2 separate regions of the Triticum aestivum genome follow, and region 2 is linked to region 1. A link is a contact called in public HiCAR-type data. All regions are on one chromosome and are shown on one strand. Each heading gives the region's core, a stretch centred on a gene start, on an enhancer-like site or on the middle of the called end of the contact. The rest is flanking DNA. Distances are from core to core; before and after follow the strand shown.

The links. HiCAR-type assays count read pairs that join an accessible place to other places.
Region 2: a contact with region 1 is called in a HiCAR-type map of leaf, with 3 times the contacts expected there. The contact joins the promoter of LOC123189673 here to the promoter of LOC543372 in region 1. A contact is called at or near these places in 3 of 5 Hi-C or Micro-C datasets (leaf and an unstated tissue) and 1 of 1 datasets of contacts at active chromatin or transcription factors (leaf).

What each region holds. Positions count from the first base shown.
Region 1 is chr2A:601,884,882-601,892,726 of IWGSC CS RefSeq v2.1, reverse strand. It overlaps LOC543372 (S-adenosylmethionine decarboxylase proenzyme), which reads left to right and starts at 3,973. Exons shown (of 3, transcript XM_044602140.1): 1 at 3,973-4,200; 2 at 4,703-4,846; 3 at 4,940-6,507. The coding sequence starts at 5,129. The coding sequence ends at 6,307.
Region 2 is chr2A:602,334,618-602,342,462 of IWGSC CS RefSeq v2.1, reverse strand. It overlaps LOC123189673 (psbP domain-containing protein 4, chloroplastic), which reads left to right and starts at 5,217. Exons shown (of 5, transcript XM_044602143.1): 1 at 5,217-5,628; 2 at 5,771-5,874; 3 at 5,963-6,071; 4 at 6,161-6,388; 5 at 6,474-6,791. The coding sequence starts at 5,319. The coding sequence ends at 6,538. LOC123189672 (O-fucosyltransferase 38) reads right to left here. Exons shown (of 12, transcript XM_044602142.1): 10 at 7,831-7,845; 11 at 7,583-7,727; 12 at 6,624-6,995. The coding sequence ends at 7,601. It overlaps LOC123185673 (probable cysteine desulfurase), which reads left to right. Exons shown (of 4, transcript XM_044597515.1): 2 at 562-763; 3 at 896-1,375; 4 at 1,471-2,072. The coding sequence ends at 1,881.

The DNA.
Region 1 (7,845 bases), core at 2,724-5,223:
AAGAGCTCGGGAATTGTCTTATCCATCCCTTGCATATTATAGTTCATCACGAAGCTTTTGTAGCTTGGTGGCAGTGATTGAAGATCTCTGTCAATGACACTATCATCAGGAAGATTAACTCCCATTTGAGTCAAGTGGTTGTGGGACCCAGACATTCTGAGTATATGTTCACTGACAGAACTATTCTACTCCATCTTGCAGCTATAGAACTTATTAGAGACTCCATATCTCTCAATTCGCGCATTTGCTTGAAATATTAACTTCAATTCCTGGAACATATCATATGCTCCACGACGTTCAAAACATTTTTGAAGTCCCGATTCTAAGCCGTAAAGCATGGCACACTGAACTATCGAGTAGTCATCAACTTTGCTCTGCCAGACGTTCATAACATCTGGAGTTGCTCCTGCAGTGGGTTTTGCACCTAGCGGTGCTTCCAGGACGTAATTCTTCTATGCAGCAATAAGGATAATCCTCAAGTTACGAATCCAGTCCGTGTAGTTGCTACCATCATATTTCGACTTAGCTTTCTCTAGGAACACATTAAAATTTAAGGGAACGGTAGCACGGGCAATTGATATACAACAACACAGACATGCAAATACTATCAGGTACTAAGTTCATGATAAATTAAAGTTCAATTAATCATATTACTTAAGAACTCCCACTTAGATAGACATCCCTATAGTCATCTAAATGATCACGTGATCCATATCAACTAAACCATGTCCGATCATCACGTGAGATGGAGTAGTTTTCAATGGTGAACATCACTATGTTGATCACATCTACTATATGATTCACGTTCGACCTTTCGGTCTCAGTGTTCCGAGGCCATATCTGCATATGCTAGGCTCGTCAAGTTTAGTCCGAGTATTCTGCACGTGCAAAACAGGCTTGCACCCGTTGTATGTGAACATAGAGCTTATCACACCCGATCATCACGTGGTGTCTCGGCATGATGAACTGTAGCAATGGTGCATACAATAACTGATCCGATGAGGGTACTCGAGAGCAATGAGATATGGGGTGCTCGATCCGAAGAGGGTACAACACAACTAAACTTGACTTTCCCAAAATCCAACCATGCAAGGCAAGGAGACGGGACACAATGTAGTTGGACCGCATCACGAACATCACTAGGCGCCCTGTTTGCGCGACTACGGCTACAGACCCGACTAGATCAACATACTACCATCATAAGCGTACAGAGTGTCGTTGAATGGGTTGGAGGAGTCGGCAAATGGGTTGGAGGAGTCGGCAAATGGGTTGGAAGACCCGAACTAGTGTTAGAAGTAACAGCTTGGCCCATGCAAAAAAATTGAATTTTCTAAAGTAAATCGCAAAGACCCGTGAAAAAAATGGCAAGAGATGGTTCTAAAGTTTAGTCCCACTCTGAAAGTGGAGGGGGTGTGAGATCTCTTTATATAGTGGGTTCTCTCCAATCCACTAAGTGATGGATTGAAGAGAGAAAGAGAACGCCACACGCTCATGTGCCCAGGCTGGGGCTCGTGGCCGGGGTGATGTCGTCTGTGGTTCTCCTATATATACGATTTACCACTATTGATGTCGTCTTTGGTTCTCCTATATATACAACAGAACAAGCTAGGGTTTTGCCTCATCTTGCAACTTGCGCCGTCATTGTAGTCTACTTCATCCGGAATGCCTTCATCGGGAGAGGACAAATTAGGTTTTTGAGAAGCACTTCATGCGACTGCGCAACTTCGTCATAGTGGTATCAACGCACGTGCTCTCCTCCATCCAGACCATTGCACCAACGACATCGACGACGGTACCTAATGCAAGCATTCTGTGCAACCATGCATTCTGCAAAGAAAATGAGAGTTTTTGGAAACAATCCGTCTTTAGCCTCAAGTAGGGATCATGTGCATCTACTCCATCCTCCACACACAAGAACAAGGGTTTGTGCATAAAAAAGCATCAACGAAAAAATATTTTAGGAAATGTTGATCTGAGGTGAAACTAGTCCTTGTAGAGATGCCATGCACCATCGATGATATCCTGATTCAAAACTCTCCTCCCTTTGATCGAACCCTTGAAGTTCAGAATGTGCTCCACTCCGTCTTGGATGTTGATCACCATCATCACCATCTCAACATCTTCGTTGTCCGAATCCAACGAGTCAAAGAATTCCTTTTGAATGAACTCATCAAGCTCATTGTCTTGATACTCCTCATCCGATGAACAATCAGAATCCATCATTTTACATACAAAAGAATATAAAAAACCTTCCAACAATTTTTCGAATACATAGAGGGTGAGGTGTAATTCGAGAAAGTCAGGCGTACCGTAGCAGCATTCCAGGGTGGTGAGGAGTCTGTGGCGGTGATGGCGGTGCCAAGGGTCAAGATGGCGACGGAGTTAGGGGACGGCCGACGCAGATGAGGGAGGAGAGAGGATAGGAAAAGTGCTGGTCCGGCTAGGTCACATGGATTTGATGAAGTTTGTGGTGGGTCATGTTTGTCGGATCCGACGTGGTAGACGTGTCTTGGCACATCCGGGCCTCCCTATATCCACTCCAGACAGTCTGGACGTATAGGACCTGTTTGAGGAGCCTGACTAAGTTGCGATGTTGTGACCCCCGTCCGTGTGAAAGTATAGGAGGCGTTTGAGGAGCCCGACTATAAATGCTCATAATATATGGTTCCGAACGGTGGTGTTTGGCAAAATAGAAGGACGTTTGTCTAAAAATCTGTTATTTTATATAGTAGGTTGTACAGAAATCTTTCATGGGTCTCGAGTGTTTTTTTAGGCAAACCTCGAGTGTTAAAATTCCCGTGGTAAACAGTTTGTCATGCCGAATAATTTGTATTCACTGATGTACAGCTGGTTGACCACAAATCGTGATACATTTTCTCCTCGAAAAAATAGGACCCTATAGTCGGCGACAGTTCACCAAGTAGGGTTACATTTGCGACCCCCAAATGACGTGTTATTTGTGTTGGGTGAGTTTGGGTAGCATTTTGCGAAACTACAATGATAGTTTGTTTAATTTGGAGGGAGGTTTTGAGAGCGTTCGTCGGGGTTGGCCCCTGGCGAAACGTTCAGCGGATAATGGGCCTGTTTGATTCTAGAACTAGCATTGTCATACTTTGCCACACATTTTTGCCAAGCTTGCCTAAGGTTAGTTTATCAAAATGAAAGACACAAGTTGACAAGCCTAAGGGGATTTTGCCACACTTTTTGTGTGTATGCCATGTGGGGTCCAAGTATGGCTTGCCTAAGGTGTGGCTTGAACCAAACATTCATCTAAGTTGGTCAAACTTGCCTAACCTTAATTGTGGCAAGCTATGGCTAAGTTAGTCACAAATCAAACAGCCCCAACATTTCCCACAGAATAATCTTGATACGCTTTTGAGTGGTGGAAGTATTGTCCAGAGTTTTTGGCTCGAGGAGTTAAAATTCCCGCGGTAAACAGATTCCAGGCTTGTTCGTAGAGGAAAACAAGTCGCACATGCCCGTCTAGTCACGAAACTTCAAAACCACGCCGAGCAATTATTGGGCATCCGAATCTTCAAAGCCAACCGCCCGTCGAGTCAGCCAGAACGTGGCCCCGATCCCGGCCCCGACAGGTGGGCCCCACCTGTCCACCCCCGGAAGCAGTCCGAACCTCACAGAAGCGCCCCAACCCCGAGAGGCCTCCCCGCGCCCGGTCCACCGTGAGCCGGAGGCACCACAGCCGCGAATCCCACGCGCCCCCAGCTGTCAATCCCAACGCGCTGCGGAAACCGTCGGAACCTCAGAGAAGCACGTGACAGTCCTCCACCAGCCTCTCCCACGTAGACCCGGCGCACCGTGGATGCTCGCTCACAGCCGCGAATCCCACCCCGGCGCGGGCCCCGCGCCGCGTCCACCCGGCTCACGGGCCTCCGCGCGGGCCGGGTCCTTCCGTGGCGGCCACGGGAGCCCGCCTCCGCTTAGCGGAGCTATAAATAGCGGGCCGGGGCGAGGGTTCCTTCCTCAGCCGCACGCAAACTCGTTGCACAAGAATTCCTCCCACCCCCACCGTCTCGCCGCCGCCACCACCGCCGCAGCTAGATAAGAAGAAAAAAAGAGAGAGAAGAACTCGTCGGGAGGGCTCGAGATCTGTGTCGGGAGAGAGGGAATTCTTGAGATCGGAATCGGAACAAGCGGGCGCGCTCGGGATCGGGGTTACCATACAATTTTTCCCAGGAACCTGTAAGTTTCTTCGGCCAACCCAAATAATTCCCCATCCTTATTATGCCGCGGTAGTCTGTGGATCTCTGGCTTCTAGGTCATGTTGCTGTGCTCCTTTTACCGTATGATTATGTGCGCTAGTTTCTGTAGGAGAATTGATCCTTGGTATAGTAGTTTGCATCTGGATCTGGGACGTTTTCTTTTAGATATGCTCATATGCCTGGTTGCTTGTAGTTACTATTGTTTTGCTAGAGGAAGTCGAAATCCAGCGTCGAAAAGCTTTTGAAATTAAATTGTGCAAAATTAATTTTAATCTTGAATCTGCTCCTATCATCAAGTCACTTAAGTTCCGTATGGCGCTTGTTCGTTGTTCGATTTTACAATATGATGTCCGGCATGTTATGTTAACCATCGAATAATTGATATTAACAAGAAAATAACTGCATAGAAACGTTTTCATAGTTATCTAGCCATGAAAGTTTGCTAGAACCTGCTGTCTAACCCCTCTTTTCTCGTTTCGCAGTTAGTGAATGTGCTAATGGAGTCAAAGGGTGGCAAAAAGTCTAGCAGTAGTAGTTCCCTGATGTACGAAGCACCCCTCGGCTACAGCATTGAAGACGTTCGACCTGCTGGAGGCGCCAAGAAGTTCTCTGCTGCATACTCGAACGTAAGGATCACGGACGAAACATCAGAGTCTCACTTCTGTTCAAACATTTTATCTCCAGATTTGTTGCTAACCATGTGAATTTGTTTCCTGCAGTGCGCGAAGAAGCCATCCTGATATCGTTTTTGGCATCCCCTTCTCGTAGTTTAGGATTTTTATGCAATTTTATTCTGACTCTTTTCTCCCACCAATCTCTCTGGCTTGCTGCTTCACGATAATCGACCAGTTCTCTAGTCTTTCTCCCTCTGTTCCTCTCTGCTCTGCTCTCTGACTCGAACTGCAACAATGGCTGCCCCGACCTCTGCGATCGGGTTTGAGGGCTACGAGAAGCGCCTCGAGATCACCTTCTCCGAGGCATCAATCTTTGCCGACCCTCATGGTCGTGGCCTGCGCGCCCTCTCCAGGGCCCAGATTGACTCTGTTCTTGATCTTGCACGGTGCACCATTGTGTCCGAGCTCTCCAACAAGGACTTCGACTCCTATGTGCTATCTGAGTCGAGCCTGTTCATCTACTCTCAGAAGATTGTGATCAAGACCTGTGGGACTACCATGCTCCTGCTCACCATTCCTAGGATTCTTGAGCTTGCTGAAGAGCTGTGCATGCCGCTTGCTGCCGTGAAGTACTCTCGTGGGATGTTCATCTTCCCCGGCGCACAGCCTGCTCCCCACAGGAGCTTCTCTGAGGAGGTTGATGTCCTGAACCGCTACTTCGGCCACCTGAAGTCTGGCGGCAATGCTTATGTGATCGGAGACCCAGCGAAGCCTGGCCAGAAGTGGCACATCTACTATGCCACCGAGCAACCTGAGCAGCCCATGGTCACCCTGGAGATGTGCATGACTGGGCTGGACAAGAAGAAGGCCTCTGTCTTCTTCAAGACTCAAGCTGATAGCCACGTTTCCTGCGCCAAGGAGATGACCAAGCTCTCTGGTATCTCCGACATCATTCCCGAGATGGAGGTCTGTGACTTCGACTTCGAGCCCTGCGGCTACTCCATGAACGCCATCAACGGATCTGCCGTCTCCACCATCCATGTGACCCCCGAGGACGGCTTCAGCTATGCGAGCTACGAGGTCATGGGCATGGACGCCTCCGCCCTGGCCTACGGCGACATCGTCAAGAGGGTCCTCCGGTGCTTTGGCCCTTCAGAGTTCTCTGCGGCGGTCACCATCTTTGGTGGCCGCGGCCACGCCGCCACCTGGGGCAAGAAGCTCGACGCCGAGGCATACGACTGCAACAACGTTGTGGAGCAGGAGCTCCCCTGTGGAGGCGTCCTCATCTACCAGAGCTTTACCGTGAACGAAGAGGTTGCTGTCTCTGCCGGGTCGCCCAGGTCCGTCTTCCACTGCTTCGAGGCCGAGAGTGTGCACAGCCACCCTCTGGTCAAGGAAGGCAAGCTCGCCAACCTCCTCGCATGGCGGGCGGAGGAGGATTCTCTGGAAGAGGGCGCGGTGCTGTGCGAGTGAAGACATGATTTGCTGTCGCTATTCCATCTGTGGAATTTGTTCTGACTGTCAGTTTGTCGTTTGGTTACTGTGAAGCAGCCGGCCAGGCTATTGCTCTCTGAATAAACTATTAGCTCTAGGTGGTTTGCTGCGTCTGCCACAATGAGCGTACTTCTGGGGAAAAGCTGTCTCGAACTTATAAATAAGCATTATTTTTCCTATAACGAGTGTCATTTTGTTATAATTAGTGTTACTCTGTGCCAAGTTGCAGTGTGTTGACAAGCGACCAGTGTGCTCATTTCCCCTGGCCTATCTTCTGATCATCTCGTACGCGCAGGAATAAACTACTGCGCGAGGAATACAAGCACGAATTGATTCTTTTCTTCGATTGAAGAGAACTATTTGATTCTTCATCCTTATCTTCCTTGTTTCTGATCCTATCTTCTGCATTTCTGATTCGTGCAACCACTCCAATAATTCATTCAAGGTGTCAGTGCCGGCCTCGTGAGTTATTGGGTGTAGTAGTAACGTTTTTCGTTTCGTTCTTTTGACAACGGAGGTTCGGTCGTATGTAATCTTGGGCGTAAAAAGTGAAAGAGCAATCCAAGTTGTTGCGTATCTAATCTTTTGGAATGCAAAGATTGATGGATGATGGCGTGACCCGTCGCCAAGATATGCGCGAGGGCGACGGCTCCCCGAACGATTGTCGGGTACCGATCGTTTTATCACGTGATGACGACTGTATTTAGGCTTGCCGATATGCGCCGTTTCCTTTGCGCCGACTCTCATCGTCCAAAGCAAAGCAACTTTTTACAACCAAGCCGCCTTGTTTCTCGCCGGCTCCCTTTTCGCTTTAAAAAAGCGAACAAAAAAGGCCGGCCGTCTTGTAGTAGTATTATTGAGCACCGCACGGGGGAGGGAGGCATCTCCCATGGCATATGCGACAGTTTCTTCTTCACCAGCCAAAGAAATTTCTCTCTTTCATCTCCTCTCGTTTTCATTTGCAGAAACGTACGCGGCTGATGTTTTGCCTCTGGTACGTGCTGTCGCTGTTTTCACCGAGAATTTGCATTGTGATGATGATGTGATCCCACCAGGAGTTCGCCGATGCTTTACTTGGCCGGCCGCCATGATATGCTGCGTCCACAAGATGGCCGCGGAATATGTTCGCCGTCCTCCCAACCGCAGAGAGAAAGAGCGAGAGAGATTCCACAACCTCCTTGCAAGCGCATCAAATTCCAGAACGCATTGACCGACGCCGAGACATGCTCCGACGCGAAATTCCTTCTGGGCCGCAGCCACCCCTTCGTTGCCAAGAAACGTGGAGTCTCCCCTGTCCAGCCTCCAGAAAGCCGTCCCGGCCGGACGCGTGTAGTGTGGATAGATAGATGCACCGAGCTGAACTCCGGTCTCGTCTTCTCCACGTACGTTGGACCGGGAATCAGGGGTTGCGTGGCTGAGCCGGGGATCGAGTGCTTGGCTCGCACGCACCGCCGATGGCACAGACCGGAGGCAAGTGGCCAGGAACAAGGCGGGCGGCGTCTGCTAGCCCGGAAGTT
Region 2 (7,845 bases), core at 3,968-6,467, 450 kb before region 1:
TGTTTGTTTCTGCATGCATACATAACAAGAAAATAAACAACTAAAAAAACAGCTGATGTAACGATCAATGACCTACAGGATTTCTTGAACGTTGGTCACACTTGCCTTGTCAGCACTATAGCTACTTTTTTCTACTCCTTTGCATTAAAATAATGGGCACGACACGCACACGATAGCACCAGAACTGATCCAAACACTAGTTCAAACATGATCTCACATTGACTTATGTTATGTGCTGATTTATATACTTGGCAAATGCAAGATCAACTGTGACTACATGGTCAATGTTGCTTGCGTGTTGAAGCAAGCTGATTGTTTTTTAGTACCAGAGGTGGAAATTAGCTGGTAAAAAGCCTAGTTAATAATTACAATAGAGCACCATGACAACAAAATATTTTGACTTTACAGACCCTTTGGAAACATTACATATCCTATTGTCTTACCATGTTGAATTTCTAACTTGTCGGCATTCCAACTGGTGCTTCATTTAATTTCTACTATTTTATGTGTTAACCAACAAACTACGTCCAGAAACTTAAATTACTATCCTCCTTTGTGCAGTGGACCCTATGTCAAGATTGATATGAAGTCTGGTGAAGTCGATGGGTACGACGCCGTTTTCTTGAGCCCTCACAAATTTGTTGGGGGGCCTGGCACGCCGGGCATCCTTTTGATGAACAAATCACTGTATAGGCTCAATTCTCAGCCTCCCTCGACGTGCGGAGGTGGCACAGTGGCCTATGTCAATGGCTTCAATGAGGAGGTGAGCAAACAAATTAAGTATCAGTGTCAAGTACTTCGTGTGATATGTGCGGTATTTGTGTTGTGTACCATATATAGTTCGTGGTATTGCTATAATTAATAATATAAATAACTAATGGTATGATATGTGCAGGATACATTGTACTACGATGATATCGAGGAGCGGGAGGATGCTGGCACACCGCCGATATTACAAAAGATCCGTGCATCACTTGCATTTTGGGTGAAGGAGTATGTTGGTTATGACACGATGGACCTTCGTGAGCGAGTGTTCTCAGAGGTGGCAATGAAAAGGCTTGCCCATAATCCAAATGTTAGGGTGCTAGGCAACACAAGTGCCCATCGTCTACCAATCTTCTCATTCCTAATCTACCCATCAGTGATCATGACAAAGAAGCCATTTGATGATTTTGGTGAGCCTGGCTGCGATAAACCATTGGAGACGATGAGACGCAAGCAACTACCCCTCCACGGTCGTTTTGTGACTAGGCTTTTGAACGATCTTTTTGGCATCCAGGCGAGGGGAGGTTGTGCTTGTGCAGGTCCCTATGGTCACATCTTGCTTGATGTCGACGACGAGCTCTCACTTCGCATTCGGTCTGCTGTCCTTGAGGTACCACAAACTTTAGAATGAATGGTCAAAACAGCCAGCTTGCTTGTTTTAGTACAAGGTACTAATGTTACTATTTGCCATCACAAAAATTTCAGGGTTACAGTGGACTGAAGCCAGGATGGACCAGGTTGAGCTTTAGTTACTACCTCTCCACGGAGGAGTTTAAATTCATACTTTCAGCCATCGAGTTCATAGCGACATATGGACACCGCTTCCTCTCTTTGTACAAATTCGACTGGATCACTGGCAACTGGACCTTTCGGAAACAGGCAGTCAAGTACCAGCTCATGAGGGAGGAATTGTCTCTTGGCATAGAACCATTGAAGCACGAAAATGAACAGCCAAAGCTTGCAGATAAGATGGACAAGCCTGAGGTCAATCATAAGAAGTTCCAAAGCTACTTGGAGAGTGCCAAGAAAATTGCACTATCCATGCCGGACATTAGTAATCAGATTGCCAGCATTCCAAAAGGGGTAGACCCTGCCTTAGTTCTTTTCCATATATAGAACTATAGATACATAATGTAACTTTGGTAGAGCATCTCGCCAGTTACCACTGTTAGTTTGTTCTTGATATCCGAGCATTAGCCCGAGTTGCGGTGATAAGCTGCCCTTTTAACACACTAGAAAAAAAATGTGTAAATAAGATGGATGACAATGTATGGAAATGTTGTTTTCTATATCAGAACAATTTTGTATGTGCTGGTCTATTTATTTCTCATTGTAAAACTAAAAAAGGCCTTTTTTTTGTTTTTATAAGAGAAGTAAAAGGCTATGTTTCGGTGTGTTTCACACGGTAACTCGAGATTTTCTTTCTTACGACGTAGTACCATTTTACCATTTTGCGGGGCAACATAATTTCGGCTAACTACATTGCACATAGTAAATGATGTCCTCAATCTACACTCTGTTGTACCAGCTGATTTAACTGTTTTGCTTCCAGACTCTGGACCAATAATGATAGTTGTGCCAACTGGCAGCTCGATTAATTACCAGTGTGCAATGATCGCGACCTAAGAATTCGCACTTCATGCTCGAAGGCTATCGAAATTTGATTTTGCATAGGCACCGCCGGCGCGATGGCCGGTCGATTTTCCGAATGGTCAAGCATGATAGTACATTGATAGATAAGCATGCACATTGATTCATGTGATCATTCAGAGCCAACTGAACAGCGACACGAACAAATTAATTGCGCTCTCCTTGCCGGAATGGACCTGAAACGGCGCATCCAAAGAATAAATCCCGGTGCATACAGCGAAAGGGATGTACTGTAGCAGGCATGTAGCAACGGAGCATCATCTCTGACAGCTTACGTTCATTGGTTAGCCGGAACGGCACTGTGGCGGACGCTGTCTGCACACTCCTCTGCCAGGCAAATGCGATATGAATTATGAATGCGACCGTGCTGCGGGTACAGGATGACAGAATGTGAGGTTTTTCCGGCAAAACGTTCAAGGGATGCGATAGTGATCGCATGCGGTACGGCGGTGCCAACCCCGTTTTTCTTCGCGTCCTTGCAGATTTCGCTGTCGCGCTGATCAATCTGAACCCCAGGAACAGTCGCGAGGGAATTTGTGAAGACCGCGACCCTCTGGCCGGCATCCCGCGTTCCTATTCCTGGAGGAATTGAGGAATTCCAGCCGGGTGCACGTTGGTCATAGAGGCATACGCACGCATGCACGCACGTACAAAGATTCTGGAGAAGTCGGAAGTGGATACCATTCTTGATAAAACAAAGGAGGGACGCGCAAAATCAGCACATATGACTAGTGATAGCGCAAGTAGTACTAAGATAAACTAAATCATTGGCATACCGACAAGTAAACAGGTCTTTTAGTTTGCAAACGAAGATTTTCAAATCCAGCCGGTCTACGCGGCGACGTACGGCGTATATACGACTGGTGAATCGGGGAAGAACGTGTAGCTAGGACGTCGCCATGTCACCTGTCAGCAAGATATGGCATGTGGATTGCGCTGCACAGTACCTGTATTCTTCCAGAGAAATTAATTGATTAATTAGCATGCGTGTGACCGTCGTGGCATGTTCCTGCAACTGCCAGAATGTTCTTTTTCTTGGGCTCTTGGCGTGTGGTTCATTTTCTGATCTACCATATATTCAGAAAAAAGTTGTTTTTGACTGACAATGTTGATTGGAAGTTGCCTCAAGGAAGCACGGCACATCCTGCTCTGTTGATAATTGTTCGTTTCATTAGAGCATCTATAGGCACCCCAACTCATCTCAAACACCTGGACGGACGGCACAGTCATTGGCCGGCCAAAAAAACTGACCCAAGTGGGCGCCTTAAACCGGCTTCAAACGCTTGACTGTCCGGCGCCTCTCATATCCCACCCAAATATAGGGCCGATATTGACAGTATGGGCCTGTCCGCCATGTTAGCTCAGCCCACCCCGATCCCACTCCGTCCCCACAAAAACCACCAATCCACCCCAACCCGAAAACCATAGCTCAGTTCACTCCGCTCTCGCTTTGTCTCTTCTTCTCCACCTACTTTGATTTCTCTGATTCTGATCCACTCCGACAACTCCGACAACCATGTCGAGCGCTGGCAGCCGCTCCGACTCCGACCTCGACGTCGACGAGGAGTTAGCCCTTAGCATTGCCCTCACGAGGTCAAAGGTGGACACAGGGGGCATTTTCAGATCTGCCGCCTCGCCTCTCCCCCGCCGACGCGGTGCGGACGCTGGAGCTGGGCTATCCCAGCCCGCGCGCAGCTCTGCGAGGGTTGGGCAGTCTGCACTGCAGTCCCCACTGCAGTCCCCTATCACGTCGGCTGCTGCTCCGCAAGGGCGGCGGTGGGTGCTTATGCCCGTCCCGTCCGCTCGGACGCGCACGCTGGAATCAGAGGCACCCGCTGCCCGCCGTGAGAGGCAGCATGCAAGGGAGAGGGACGCGACAGAGCAATTCATGCACCGTCGCCGTGGGTTGCCGGCGGAGCCCGACGAGAACGAGCGCTTCTCGCTTGGGTCTACCGCCGGTCGCTTACGACGGCGGAGACAAACGCTCAGCGGCTCCGCCGGAAGAACGCAAAGGCGCTCTGGCTTGCCATTGAGCAGTCGGAGCGCGAGGCGGCGGAGGCAGCGGCTTGGGTGGCGAAGCTCAAGCGGCAGCAAGACATGGTAGTCCAGTGGCTCAAAGGGCTCATCATCCTCTCCGACTCCTTCGACAACGGCGACGACCACGGCGCCTCCTCCAACGACTCAGACGATCCTCCACCGGCCGTCGGCGCCTACAGCTACGTCATCGACCAGAAGAGGAAAGGGCCAGCAAGGAAGTGGTGAAAATCCGTCTTCTCCACTTTAATTTCAAGTTTTTTTTGACTAGGAAATTTAATTTCTAGTTTTTAGATGTAGTTTAAACTTGGCCGTCGTTTATGTGCATTATGTAAACTTTGGCGGTCTTTTAAAGATCCGGTGGTGATCTTTTGGTGAACGGATTATGCATTTCTATGTCTGATTTTATGTCTCATTTCATGATCTACATAGTTTTATCCACGTTGCATGGTTTAGTATGGATATAGAGGATCGGATATGAGATACACGGATGTGGAAGACCCAATTTGAGGACTGGTCGGTCAGTCGCGTCCGCAGGCATTTGAGAGCCCAGATTTCCGGCTGTAGATTCTCTTATTTACTCAGATTTTATGTGCAAAGCCAAAGCCAAAAGTAAAAAAGAAATGATTTTCCATTCGAGCCAGGCACGGCAGAAAACAAACAGGGCAAAGGTGAGATGTTTGGTCTCAACCCTCAAACCCTCCTGGCCACTCATCCCCTGCGGCCCACAGCAGCCCGCGGAGTATGTATGATGAAGATGAACCGAACAAAAGAGAGATAATTCTCTCCAGGCAAAACCAGAAGCAGCAGTTCCCAAGAACAACAGGCAGAGCCGAATCACACAGAAGGAAGACTTCTAGCTAGCAGAGATGAGCAGCTTGGCCCTCTTCTTGCCAAGCTCCTCCTCCTCTCTGTTCCTTACAAAGCAGGTTCACCCTACCAAGGGGAGGGCGCCTGCGGTTGTGAGGTGCAGCGGTGGGCCCACCCTGTCAGGATCGCATGAGGAGGAAGAGAGAGAGGGGGTGATGGTGGCCTTGGTAGGGAGGAGAAATGCACTGGCCTCTGCAGCAGCAGCTTGTGGAGTTTCGGTGCTTGGTTTTGCAGGCAATGGCCTGGCGGCGGCCAAGCAGGGCCCGCTGGCAGGGAGGATCCCTGGGCTCTCTGGCCCTGATCAGAATGGTTGGTTCTTACTTGCTGCCATCTTCATCTGTTAATTCCATGTGATATGTTCTTGGTAGTTCAACTTAGAGCAGATCAGACTTCAGATACGCCTTTCATATTCTCGTGGTGCATGTCGTAAGGATGTAATTTGTTCAGATAGGTTGGAAAACATACCGCAGGCCGGATGAAAAGTCTGGTGGCCACGGAGTCGGCTGGAGCCCGATCATCCCGTACAGCTTCAAAGTTCCTGATGGCTGGGAAGAGGTGAGAACTGGAGCTACTGGCAGAAATTTAGCTTTCAAAACATAGTCAGTCACACACTTTCTGATCCAAAAGATGTGTTCTGATTTAGACACCAGTGTCGATTGCTGATCTCGGTGGCACAGAGATCGACCTGCGGTTCGGAAACCCCAAGGAGGGCCGACTATCTGTCATCGTAGCGCCCACTCGTAGGTTTGCAGGTGAGCCCTGAACAAACTGTTCTTTCCTGGCATATTTTGTAGCGTGGTAACTGTCTCATGGTACTGACTATCATGCTGAAACTGCCAAGATGACCTTGACGATGCAACGATCGAGAAGATCGGCACGCCGGAGAAGGTGATCAACGCCTTTGGACCGGAGGTCATCGGCGAGAATGTGGAAGGGAAGGTTTTGTCCACAGCCACAGCAGAGTATTCCGGAAGAACTTACTACCAGTTCGAGCTGGAACCACCCCATATCTTCATCACAGCTACGGCTGCTGGGAATAGGCTCTACCTGTTCAGCGTCACTGCAAACGGTGAAATAACTGTCCTTATCACTATATGGTGCTGATTTCTATGGTCACTTTTCTCATCTTGGAAAGGAATTATGTATTTTTGCAGGGCTACAATGGAAAAGGCATTACAAGGATCTGAAGCAAATAGCAGAATCATTCCGCGTAGTCTAGGGTGGTTCCATTGGGTTCGTTCATCACGTAATCTGTTTTATTATTAGAGAAGATGAGGGATGCCGTTATGTAAAGGGAGGGTAAGTACACATCATTTGTAACGATGATTATCTAGCTGAAGAAATTGAACATTGTATGTAAGCTTCCTCTTCTAGTTACAGATAGAATTCAGACCTAAAGGCGCCTTCAGGGCGCATATAACAACTTCCAGACCTGAATGCATAAATGCATGTTTGAAGTTTCCTTGGCTGTAGCCTACATGTCTAATCCATGACTGGCAGTGAACTGATAGACTGATACATGTAGAGTTGTTTCACTACACTTGCCGGCCTCCATATAGGGTTCTTAGATCTAGATCAGCGAAAGAATGACGCCCTTGCCTGACTTGTGTGAAGGCATCATGGAGTATGAGTGTGATTTCAACTTTCAATGCGTCACTAGAGCTCCAGTGGCCGAACTGAAACACCTAATATAGGCTGAGCAGCTGAGTATATGTGACAGCATGTAGTGCAAATAAGAACAGTTCAAAGTTCATTCAAATAATTCTAAGATATGCTAACTTGCTAGGGTTTGATGAAATGCAGCAATACAAATGGCTACAGCATGATATACAAACGGCTAGAGCATGATATAAGAGCAGTAACTATAAAACATTTAGAAAATGGTATATGCATAATAACCTCATGGGTAACCTAAAAGGAATATCTCAATCATAATCATAGAAGAACCAGCATTAAGCTAGAGTTGTTGAAAGCATTATGATTAAATCAATATTCACAGGCAAGCTAGAACAAAAAGTTAACTCTAGGGTAGGAAGGGGACTCTCCTCCCAATATCTTAAAAATTGCTCTAAAGTGGTTAACTTTTGCTGTACTTAGGTCTTCATACAACACATATTTTTCATGTAGTTGTCAGAAGATTGAAGAGACAAAATAACTATTAGCAAATGACTCATTTATATGATTTAAACTACTTTTGATTCAAAAGTAAGTTACCTCCAAACTAACGAGTCTAGTATAATGCTGCTAGAGGATAGTGGCATACCTTTACACCATCATCACATCAATGCTTCCCAGTCAGGCAGATGCACTCTGGGAATGGGTTTTCGTAAAAGGATTCCTCTGTCCTAAGACGTGCTCTGCCCTTGCTCCCAGGCAAGGACGCATATCTCTTCCTTGGGGCGCCTTGCCTGAAATCAGAGATGCAAACTCAGTACAATCCATGAAGTATGGAGCAGAAGTAATGTGCATGTGATATTTAACATTTTCATATATTCAATAAAATCAAATCACCTGTATTTATGCATT